2 separate regions of the Rattus norvegicus genome follow, and region 1 is linked to region 2. Evidence: chromatin contacts called from public Hi-C data. All regions are on one chromosome and are shown on one strand. Each heading gives the region's core, a stretch centred on a gene start, on an enhancer-like site or on the middle of the called end of the contact. The rest is flanking DNA. Distances are from core to core; before and after follow the strand shown. Region 1 has its middle 100 kb from the start of Pabpc2. Region 2 overlaps Arhgap26 (Rho GTPase activating protein 26).

Region 1 (6,065 bases), core at 3,538-6,037, 770 kb before region 2:
GAATTGTGCTTAAGACTTCTCAACATACATCATGCTTTCAGCCTAGCATTAGCAAACTAGAGAGAAGAGCAGAGCTCTTGTTGTGTGGGGCGAAGTAGATTTGTGTTATTGTACATATTAGTACCTGTAGCACAGCACATTGCCTTGATATTTACACAGTATAAATTTGCATTCATTAACAGTAACATAATTTGGGTTTAGAGAGATGGCTTAGCAGTTAAAGGCCCTGGCTGGTCTCCCAGAGGACCTGAGTTCAGTTCCCAGTAATCACATGGTGGCTCACAACCCTCTATAACTCCAGTTCCAGGATACCCAATGCCTTTTTCTGGCCTCTGTGGACATGAAGCACATACGTGGTACATAGGCCTACATGCAGACAAAACACCAATACACATTTTAAAATAATTAATTAAAATTTAACAAATATGCAATTCACTTAATTTCCCACTAAAATGGATTAAGAGAAAGATAAGAAAAATCTAAGATTTAGGCAATTTGTTTTTATTAATATAATAAACCATGCTACCTCCGCCAAAAGTCTAATCACATAGACGTCATTAACTAGAGGGCAATCGTATATACAGGAGGAAAACAGACTACTAACCTGGGGAGACTCAAATAACTCAGCTCTGAGAATAATTATTGAATAACAGAAAGACACAGAGCCAGTATTTTTCCTGGTATTGTATATTCCATGGCAGATCTCCATAGCAACACCATGAAAAGGACCTTTTATTTTAATGCCAAGCCTATCCGAGGCATGATTATTCTGTTAAGAGCAGGTTTCCAGCGGTCCAGGTAAAAAGGACAGACTTTCTGATCTCACTTTCCTCATAACTAAGTTAAGAAAAGTGTCTGGGAAAACTTGTTCTGCGGCAACAAGTCTGGGTGCTTAAAGAATGACCAGGGAGCTTCAGAATTGGTAAACACAAATGCCCACGTACAGATGCCAAGATGTGGTTGTTGCTGTCGTAGCTCTTCACACAGCGATGCAGGGCCTCTCAAACAGGGGCAAGGATCCCCCCCCACTCCACCCTGCCCCCAGATACGCACAGAGAGACTTGCAGCAGGCATGGGCGCCTCAGTGGCTCTCAAAACTGCTGACTTGGTTCTAGCTCTGGATCCCTGACATCCATATTTTTATACTGTGTAGCTCTGGTGGCCAACCAGCAGAGAGGAAAAAAGAAAAAAGAAAAGAAAAACAGGGTATGAGCAGAGACAGGGGTGTCTGATGCTGGTACATTTCAGAGGACTGGTAGATGGCCGCCTGTCCTTACAATGGACCCTATCACTTTGTCTGGTGTTTACCTGAATAGAATTCAGTTATTTGTAGCAAAAGTTCTAGCTAATGGACGTCTGATAAAGGAGAGAGCACACAGGTATGAAGGTCACAGAAGAAAACAATGAGAAAAAAAGAAAATGTCACCCAGTTTCTCAGCCTATATATGTCACCCAATTGGTTAAGGACTTTTAAATTATGTATATTAGTCCTCGAGGTATCTAAAAGTAGATGATATTTCCCCACTGCCGTCCCCTTATGGTTCCTAGTAAGAGATCAGGAAATGAGGGGTTTCACCCTGAGTCACATTTAGCTGGTGTCAGATCTGGGCTTTGTATTCAAATGTGGGTCATTAGGATGGACCTGGTCAGATAAGTGACACTCATTTGGACACCTTTGTGGTCTTGAGCAAGCTAATTCACTCTGCTGGACACATATAAAGTCCTCAAATGCTCCTGCCAGATGCATTAATGTAAACTACTAGCCATTCATCGGGGTGTTTCTTTGCCCAAGTGGCTGGGCAGAGGGCCTGTTACACCCAAGCTCCCTGCCTTCATCCCTTTCTTGCCTTTCCCCAGAAGATTCTGATTAACTATTGTGATAGTTACTGCGGGAGTGGAGTTGGAAGGGCAGAGCTGGGATTTGAACACAGGCAGATCTCACTGCTTCATTTGGCCATTGTTACCTTACTACCCAACTGGAACATAGGAGAAGCTCACCTGTAACCTGCATTATATTGATCTTAACCGCAACTCACCGTGTGCGTCTCACTTTGAGTGTTTTCTACATCCTCAAACTGGCTTGACCGTTTCTAAAAGAGATCTCCCTGAGGCAGCAGCCAGAACAGTACAATGACAGCTCTGAAGAACCCAGGCCCTCCTGCTGCTGCTAGGGTTCCCAAGATACTCAAAGACAAGGAGAGCTTAGTGGAAGGGGAGGCAAAGAAGGGACCCAGGCACAGATGGGCAGGGCTACTCACTAAACTCTCCTGTAAAACTAAAATCAAAGGCAAACAAGTGGGAAAGGATAACTCTTTAGCTGACATAAATAAATGAATGAATGAGTGAATGAATAAATAAATAAATAAATGTATGTGCAAAGAAAAAAGGGGAAGAAGAAAACAAAACAAGAAACAAACAAACAAGAAAACCTTTGGCAGTCATCCAAGAATCTAAAGATCCACCTGGAGAAAATAAAAATTCAAAGGAGACTCCAACCTCTGACAAAGCAGAGGAGAAAGAGGCTAAGTCCAGCTATTCGATAACACATGGGGAGTGAGTATCACCTACTGTTATATCCTACAATACAGCGCATGCGAAGTGTGATCAATAGCAGAGTCACCATGGTGCATCCAATATGTCAGAATGTATTAAGTTACTTCTACTCCTTGTTTTCAGTAGACCTGTTCCCTAAAGAAAACCACACCCTGGTCATTATCAGTCAGGACCCCATACCCTCTGTAATTTCTCTGGTACTGGTCACTCAATGTTCCTAGTGATTTTGATAATACATTGTGAATGATTAAAAAATTGAATATAATGTCTATGACATAAAGTTGTGTCCCCGTGAGAGTCACATGTAATTGACACAGGGAGTGACATGTGATGATTCTGATAATTCTGATCCTCACAAGGAAAGCTCATCATCCCTGTTTGATGCTGACACATTAATACAACAACTATCGTTAAGAACATGATCTGTGGTTCTTTCAATTTTTCTGTGTTGAAAATCCTGTACGAATCGAAATGTCAATCAATTCTAAAAGAAAAACAAAATACTGTGCTTGTATTCTTTTTGATGAATTAAATTTCATGAATTAAATTTGATGAATTAAAATTTCATCAAATCAGTCTGGGAAGATTACCCTTAACAACATTTGGTCTTCTAATCCATGAACATAGTATATTTTTCTGTTGTTTCAAAATGTTTCTTATTTTTCTCTCAGCACTGCATTATAGTTTACAAGACAGATTTTTCCTAGTGCTGGGGTTGAATATACATATGTTTAGTCAAATGGTAATTGCTGTGGTCTTTCTCCCCTAGCATATCTGTAGCCATTTTGTTTCATGCCCATCAGCTATTTCATACTGTTGCTGAAACATGCATGCCAGTCATTGACACAGAAAAATAACTTGACTGAGAAAAGGGTCATGCTGACCACATACCCTTGTTACGTTCTCTGTGCTCCTTTTTTTTTTATTATTATTAACTTGAGTATTTCTTATATACATTTCGAGTGTTATTCCCTTTCCCGGTATCCGGGCAAACATCCCCCTCCCCCCTCCCCTTCCTTATAGGTGTTCCCCTCCCAACCCTCCCCCCATTGCCACCCTCCCCCCCACCAGTCTAGTTCACTGGGGGTTCAGTCTTAGCAGGACCCACCCACATAGGACTGATCAAATTAAAGATCAATATGAACTGTCTAAAATGGCTTGAGTCAGTAAGGGCTGACCACCAGTCAGCACTTCCAACACCAGCTTCTGAGCTCATTGTGGTTTCTGCAGTTTTAGCCTTTATAAGCTGACACAGAAAAAATATTCAGGGTTATAGCCTCAGCCCCAGAATTCTGAGCAATAGTGCTGATTGACCACTCTTAGGGTATGCATTCAACAAAACATCCCAGTCTGACTGAGATCGGTGTTCATGTGGTTTATGGGGTGACTCCTGGACCCCAACACAATATGCTAAAGTTTGATTGTGTGTTCTAGTATACATAAATATAATGCATTTTCACATAATAACCTTATTTCCTGAGCCATTATTATAGTATTTATGTATTAATTAATACTCAGGGAAACTGTTGAACAGGAGAAATAATACTTTGAAGTCCAAGTGACTAAGGACACTTGGTAGCAAAACAACCCCAGCACTACTGACCACTCCCAGTGTCCATGGCCTCAGAATCTGTGAGTATACTAGGTTATATGTTGTCCAATACTATCCCTGAGGCTAACAACTTATATATGCTATCATAGAGTAAGGTGAAATGATATTTGCTTTCCCCAACTGAAAATTCCTTGACACTGTAGATTTCTTATTGCTGCTATAACAGCATACCATAAAGGTAGCAGTTTAAACCGACACAATTCATTGTTGTATAGTTCTGGAAGTCAGAACTGTAAAAGAAGCTTCTGAAAGCCAAGTTATCATAGGTTTATGGTTCTAGAGAATAATTGATATTTTTTATTTGTTTGTTGTTGTGTATATATGTATGTGTGGTGAGTGCTTGCATATGTTCATGTCTCTCTCTCTCTCTCTCTCTCTCTCTCTCTCTCTGTGTGTGTGTGTGTGTGTGTGTGTGTGTGTCTGTGTGTGTAGGCAAAAATCCAACATCAATTGTCTTCTTGATCATTATCCACCCTATTTTCTCAGATGTGTCTCTCACTGAATCTGGAGACCACCGATCTGATCTACAGAAGAGAGTGGCTGTCCAGGAGCCCCAGTGATCTCCTGTCCCTGCCCACCCCCACCAGGGCTGCTAAACCCAGCTTTCAGCATGGATGTGGGGAGCTGAACTTCAGTCCTCTTGTTCGTTTACACAGCAAGGACTTTGCCCATTGAGCTACGCTCCTGCCCCAATCCTGGCTTTTAGATGCCATTCACATTCTCTGCTGATAGTCCCACTTCTGCTTGTAAGAATCCTGTTGGCCACACTGAGCCTTCCTAGATAGCTCAGGATACTCTGTATTCTTCTGGTCCCATGGGTGAAGAGACTGGCAGATAAAAGTTTATAACTATGATCTACTTGCAGATGAGGACAACTCAGGCTCCAACAATAGCTGTGAGACACTAATATTCATTTTCCACTTTATGATCGAAGTGCTTGTCAGGAGAAGAGAAACAAAAGATTGACTCTAAGCTGGAGATCCCCTTATTCATTTGACTGTGAGTTTGAAAGTGGAGGGAAAGGAGCAGGACCCGAGACTTTGTGGGTAATTCCACATGACCCTCAGTTGTCCTCTCTGACATCTGGGTTGAGTGAGCTCTTAGCACAGATTTATCATGGCCCTCAGTTGTCCTCTCTGACATCTGGGTTGAGTGAGCTCTTAGCACAGATTTATCATGGCCCTCAGTTGTCCTCTCTGACATCTGGGTTGAGTGAGCTCTTAGCACAGATTTATCACTAACACCCGTTGTAATGTTGTGTACGAATGTCATGTGTCTCCGTTGTGATTTTGGCGTGTTTATCATCAGCTCCTTTTTCTTTTTTTTTCTTTTTTTAAAGTTGGCCCATGGCTATATTTTATATATATATATATATATATATATATATATATATATATATATATAGAACAAGGCAAAGATAGAAAAGGAAAATGTGAATAATGTACTTTTATTTTCCATGCCTGTCAGTAAGAATTATGCTTTGAAGTTTCAGTAAGAATTGGAGCTGTGAAGAGCAAATCATAAAGTGAATTTTCAATGTTACCAACAGTAGCATGTAACAATATAGCATGTGCCATATAATATTTGCCTCTACAATTTTATATCTCTGCTTATTCAGTATTGAGGTTGGCCACCTCACTTCTACTGCTTACAGAGCAAAGTCTGAGATTCAAAAGATTAACATAAAAGGGGCACCCACGCATGTTTGCATTATTTCTTTGAAGAATGATATTTTGGAGATCACAGAAGCTAATTTTTTTTAAGTTTTGGTTTTGATTTTGATTTTTCAAGATAGAGTTTCTCTGACTCTGAAGATCTGACTCTTCTGGACTCACTTTGTAGACCAGGCTGGCCTGGAACTTAGAGAGTCCACCTGCCTCTACCTCCTGAGTGCTTCACT
Region 2 (5,405 bases), core at 941-3,440:
CCTGTGTGTGAAATGTGTCCCACTGTGCTCTTGGAAGTTGGGAAAGTGAAGGCTTAGAGAGTGGGCTTTCTATGCCTGGGTGAAAGGGGCTGGCCAGATGCCAAGAAAAGGAAACAGTGCTGGGGAAACTGCTTCTTGATACTTCCTATACAATGAAAGTCTGTACAGATGTGACCAAAGCCATGTAGAACCTTGGAGAATGGCATCTGACCCACATGTGTTTATAGAAAGCAGGTAAGCAGTCAAGTGAAGGGAGCTAGGTGAGAGGCCCTTTACTTCCCTAAGGAAAACAGAGCTGGGCTTCTTTCTCTAAAACCTGTGGCCTTTCATCTCTTCTGCATTTCTTCTTGTGGTTCAAGGCGTATGAAAAAGAAAGAACAGAGTAAGTGCAGGTCACAGAGGCAGCTGTCACCCGGAATGTTAACCTGGTGGATCCCAGGTGAGAGAAACCAGAGATCCTTATTACATGCCAAACACTGTGCTAAGGATTTTGTCAACTATCACTTCTTTCTCACAATAAACATATGAATTAAATGCCACTTGCTGGGCCTCCTTTATCCGATTTCATTGCTTATTTACTTTTTTTCTATTTGTGTTGCTGGCGATTGAACTTGGGGCTCAGACATGCTAGGTACCTCTACCTCTCAGCCACATCTCCAGGCCTTTGGGACTCTTTCTAAAAGTGAAAGATGCCACGTTGCTATTAAGGGCTAACTCTGATGTTATATCCAGGTGGGTCAGAAACTAAAACCAGACCTATGCTTATGCCATAATGCTACAGTGGCCTTATCTGTGACAAGCGTATGTGCCCTAGAGTCCAAGACTATCAACTTGGAGAGAGGAAGGAAGGGAGTAACCTTCCACGTACTCCCTAAGATGTTTTCCTCAGCAGCTTTGAATCAATAAGTTAGTAAGAGTCTGATTCTAATGAATGAATGGATCATAATCAGCAAAAGCCTACAGCACTCACCTCCTGAGAGGAAAGATTGGAGACCGAGGAGGACCCTGGCAATAGGGACAGTCCAGAGAATAATCACTGCCAGCCCCATCAGACAGCTTCACACAGAGTTATTTTGAAAGATTTTAAAGTCCTAGAAGACCAGATGAATTTCTAGCTTGTTAAACTTCATGGCCCGTGAACATAACTGCTACAGCAACAGGCACAGGTTACCACAGTACACCAGGAAAAAGCTTTGCTGACTAATGGGACGGGCGCAACGCAAAGTAACAGGAACCCTCGTTACCACTACTGAAGGCGAGCTGAGCAAAGCCCTCCTTACGTTGCCTCATCCACCACCCTCTGTGCCACTAAGGTTCTTTGGTCTCATGATGAACAGAGCAGGTGGAATTTACTGCTTCGTTGCTCTCCCTCTTGAGAATTATGTAATAACACATTTTTGGTGTTGAGTTGTTTTTTAAGCCCTACATTGAGAAGCTGGCAGATAAATGTGTGCACTCACCAACACATTTCACTGCACTGATTAGAGGACGGACGGCCGTTGCCTAGGTCGCCCTCCCATCCACTCCTCTAGCCAGCAAAACCCACTCCTACTTAAAACAGGTTCAGATAGCCAACGCTCTCACTTAATTAGAAGGCAAAACGAACAGACAGCTTGCTATCTATCCCTAAGAGCCAGGAAGCAATTCAGAAAGAATGATGCCCATCCCCCACTGGCCACTCCACCCCTGGCCATGCTGTCAGAGCAGCATAACACCCTCTGAGGAAGGAAAACCCATTTCCTGCCTGAAAGGTCAATGGCATAGAGACCAGCACTCCAACCCAACCGGCAGGAAGGCAAAGTCAAGTAGCATTTCAAACAGGCAGCGAGAAGGGGAGGGGCGGGAAGACTGAAACCAGGAAAAACAGTTCATCCGCTCTGTGGCTCTGTGAGATAAAGACTGTAATGGGACAGAGAGGCCTGGTTCTCTGCACAGGCTGGACAGAAGGACGAGTCTGCTGTCCTCACATGCATCATCCCGAAGCAAAGAATCTAGCATCTTGGTTCACCCAGCTAAACTGCCATATTTAAAGAGGCCTGACAAACTGGGCGGGCCAGCTAGTTGTTGCCAGAAAGTAGGTATGAACGATCTGTGAAAAGGGTGAGAGGAAGGAACTTCAAGAGAAAGAATGACTCACTGAAAATACTCTCTGTCTTAAGTAGTAATAGCCATATAAACTGTCGCTTCTACAGAAACCACACACGCAGCTGTCTTCGAATTACCAGTGTCTAAAGGACGAGTACACTTCATAGACCCACGAGCCACCAATGCACGTGCAAAACTGCCACCTAGAGGCCGAACACTCAAACAGCCTGTTACGTAAGATGGATCGATCCTCGTTGGAAAACAATCTCAAGAGTCACACAGTTTCACAAAGACACTCAAAACGACCTATTCACCATACTCATACCAAGCCAGACCGTAAACTACCTTCATTTAAAATTAGAATGGTTTCCTGGGGAGATCATAAACTGAATGTGGACATAAAACTTCCTCTTTTGTGGGAATCAAGTTAGGAAGCACAGCACTGCCTTCAGAATCTCCCCCTAGTGGGCCTTCTTCACAGGAACCCTTCCAGTGCCTCAAGTCACTCTCATATAAATCGACAAGGCTATGGGAAAAGAAGCAAGCTTACCGCAAGGCAGTGTGGAAGGACTTTTAGCAAAGGTAAGGTTTACCAGGAGAAAAATTAAGTCCCATAGTTCGGAGCATACAAAAACATTTACACACGTGGGACACCATCAGAGAGGGACACTGCTATATCCCAGCTTCAAAACAACCCCGGCAGTCACAACCAGCACCATCTTAGTACCAGTCCTGTGGCTAGTGAGAGTCAGTCCTGCCTTCAAACCTAGGGCTCCCTCTATCTCTTATTCAACCTACAATATGCATCCTTCTCTGAAAATACAACTTGGAAAGATGCTTGCTGACTGGAAGGTACTAATTTTTTTTTTAATTCAGATCTTCCATAAATGTCTAGCTTCTGTTATTCTGGCTTCACTTATACTACCATATCTCTACACAAAAGCAAATTATGTGTGTACTTGCTAGAGCTTTAATTTAATTAGCAGCTAACTAATGTTCTCTAGTCTCATTACTAAACTCCCAGAGGAAAAAATAAATAATGCAATTTCAAAACTGTACTCACCATAAAAAATTAATATTGGGCAATCATATACAATAGTGCTATGCTAAAGGCTGCAAGAAATTATGGTCTTTCTGCCTCTAAAAGCAAATCATCTGAGATAAACAGAATTAAACAGAAGTACCCAAAACATTTCAAACTGAACAGCTAGCCAACCAATACAAAGAAAATGTGTTACCTGGCTACTACAGGGAAGTGGCTACTACTGTGGGGAAGGAGGGCGCAGAATTGGCAGAATGTGTGTGAGAGAGAGCTGAGAAAGGTTCAGGAAAACTAGTTCACAACTGCTGATGCAGCATCTGCAGGAGAACTTCAGAATGACCCAAAGAATCAGGTGAGGGTTTTACAGAAGAAAAACCCATAGATTCCTAAAGTGACTGACACCTGTCAGAAAAGCCTAATCGGGGCCTGGGTGCACCCTGTAGTCTGATGAGAGAGAGGAAACAGTGAATTTAAGGGTATAGGTGTCCTTGTGGTCCCCAGTTCCCAACCCCCTGTGTCGTTCACCACCACTACGACCACCACCACCACCAAGTGATCTGTCTTTGCTGCACCTCTGCGTTTGGCAGTGCTGGAAAGAAGTGTTTAGCAGACAGAGTTTCTGTTGGAGTCAGCTAGTCTTCAAAAAAAGCTAAAACATACTAACTGTTTCCTTTCCCTGAGTGTAAACATTACCCCCCCACCCCACCACTCTGGTTCAGTGAATCAAAAGAACCCTTTAGTTTCTATTTCTATTACTTACCATATGGTTTGGTGGCCGCTCATGGAAAACATTAGGGAGAAAATAATCTATGTGTCACTTACATCTGTGAGAAATTTCTTTAAAACAAACCAATCCAAGGGATGCTGGCAAGTGACTACCCCCATGATTCTTCAGCTTAAGTAAATATTTTCCCTACATTTGCTCACTAATTTACATACGATGGTGCATGATGGAGTTAATTATTCAAGTGACTGAACACAGACGCTGGTTAGTATTAATGAGCCACATATGACTACCAGGAAAGGCTGCTTTTCCACGATGCCTCTTTTGAACCCAACAAGTTTACTCACTGAATTCTTGCACACACACATACACACAAAAAAGAGTTGACCCACAAGAAAAAAAAGTTAAATGCAGCCAATTAACCAGTATAAAATAAAAACTTTCAAGAGCTAGGTCTGTACAAAGACTGCCAAAAAAGTAATTCTGGGATTTTTAAGCTACTGAACTGAAGCTAGTGATGAAGAAAGAGGGGGGATGGGAAGGAGGGGGCTTGGATGGAAGGAAGCAGCAAAAAAAGATAAGGCAGCTGATGCAAATGGTCTGCTTCAGGAGGTGGGGTTCAGGGGTGCGTACTGGCCGCCATTTAAAAGGCCTTGGTGGGATGGCCTTCTGCCTCACTGACAGGTCCTCCCTGCTCAATACTATGCTAGCTCCCTAGCAGTGATATGAAGTACCAGACAGCAGGAAGGCAGTGGGGGGCGGGGGGGCGTGGATTCTTCCTGAAGTCCACTGAATCTACTTCATGCCTCCCTCCCCCTCTGGTGGGTTGCTAGCAACCTGGTGTTTCTTCCCTTGAATACCATTCTCACCCTGTTCTCTCTTCGTGGGGCATTTCTCTACAGGTGTGCCTGCTTCTGTCTCTGTAGCTCCCTCCCTGTTAACTAGGAGGCCAGCTCTGGTGAATCAGGGGCCTATCTTCATTTCTTTTCCTGTTACTGTGACAAAATGCCCTGAACAAAACCAACTTAGGGGAGACAGGATTTGTTTCAGCTTATAGCTCCAGGTTACATCTCATAGTTGTGGGGAAGTCATGGCTCCAGTTGCTATGGCAACTCATTACACTGCGTCCAGAGTGCCGAATCCAGAGCACTGAGCACCTACTTATGCTCGGCTCGCCCCATCTTTTCCATACAGTCAAGGATCCAAATCCACTCTTAGGCTGTGCCTTCCCACATCGACTAACATCATCAAGACAGCCCCCCACAGACATGTTCATAAGCCAACCTAATCTAGACAACCCCTCAACGATGCTTTCTTCCAGATGATTCTAGAATGTGCCAAGCTGACAGTTACAACTAACCAACCATTAACACCATATATTACAGAGTCAGGATATTTCACACCATATTTTCGTAGTCTAAATAATATAAATCGCACATTGCATCTTGATAAATTACCACATTAACAGCTACTACATGATTTATTATATAGTAGTGTATCTAATCTACCCATATCACACTGGAAACATGTCAGTCCTTCCGTTGGTTCCTCCTT

What was found. Hi-C and Micro-C count contacts between places; a contact is called where the count stands out from the background.
Region 1: a contact with region 2 is called in a Hi-C map of liver, with 9 times the contacts expected there. The contact joins two enhancer-like sites. A contact is called at or near these places in 6 of 12 Hi-C or Micro-C datasets (hepatocytes, kidney, liver and 2 more).

The regions. Positions count from the first base shown.
Region 1 is chr18:32,003,398-32,009,462 of GRCr8, reverse strand. No RefSeq gene overlaps it. Among named protein-coding and RNA genes, the nearest start is that of Pabpc2, 100 kb to the right of the region's middle. Within about 2 kb of position 4,787, at least 1 of the 93 cell types and tissues checked has an H3K27ac peak or open chromatin away from gene starts, as enhancers often do. A contact at or near this core is called in liver, where this site is marked.
Region 2 is chr18:31,235,151-31,240,555 of GRCr8, reverse strand. The region is part of intron 10 of Arhgap26 (Rho GTPase activating protein 26); the gene reads right to left. Among named protein-coding and RNA genes, the nearest start is that of Arhgap26, 150 kb to the right of the region's middle. Within about 2 kb of position 2,190, at least 51 of the 93 cell types and tissues checked have an H3K27ac peak or open chromatin away from gene starts, as enhancers often do. A contact at or near this core is called in liver, where this site is marked.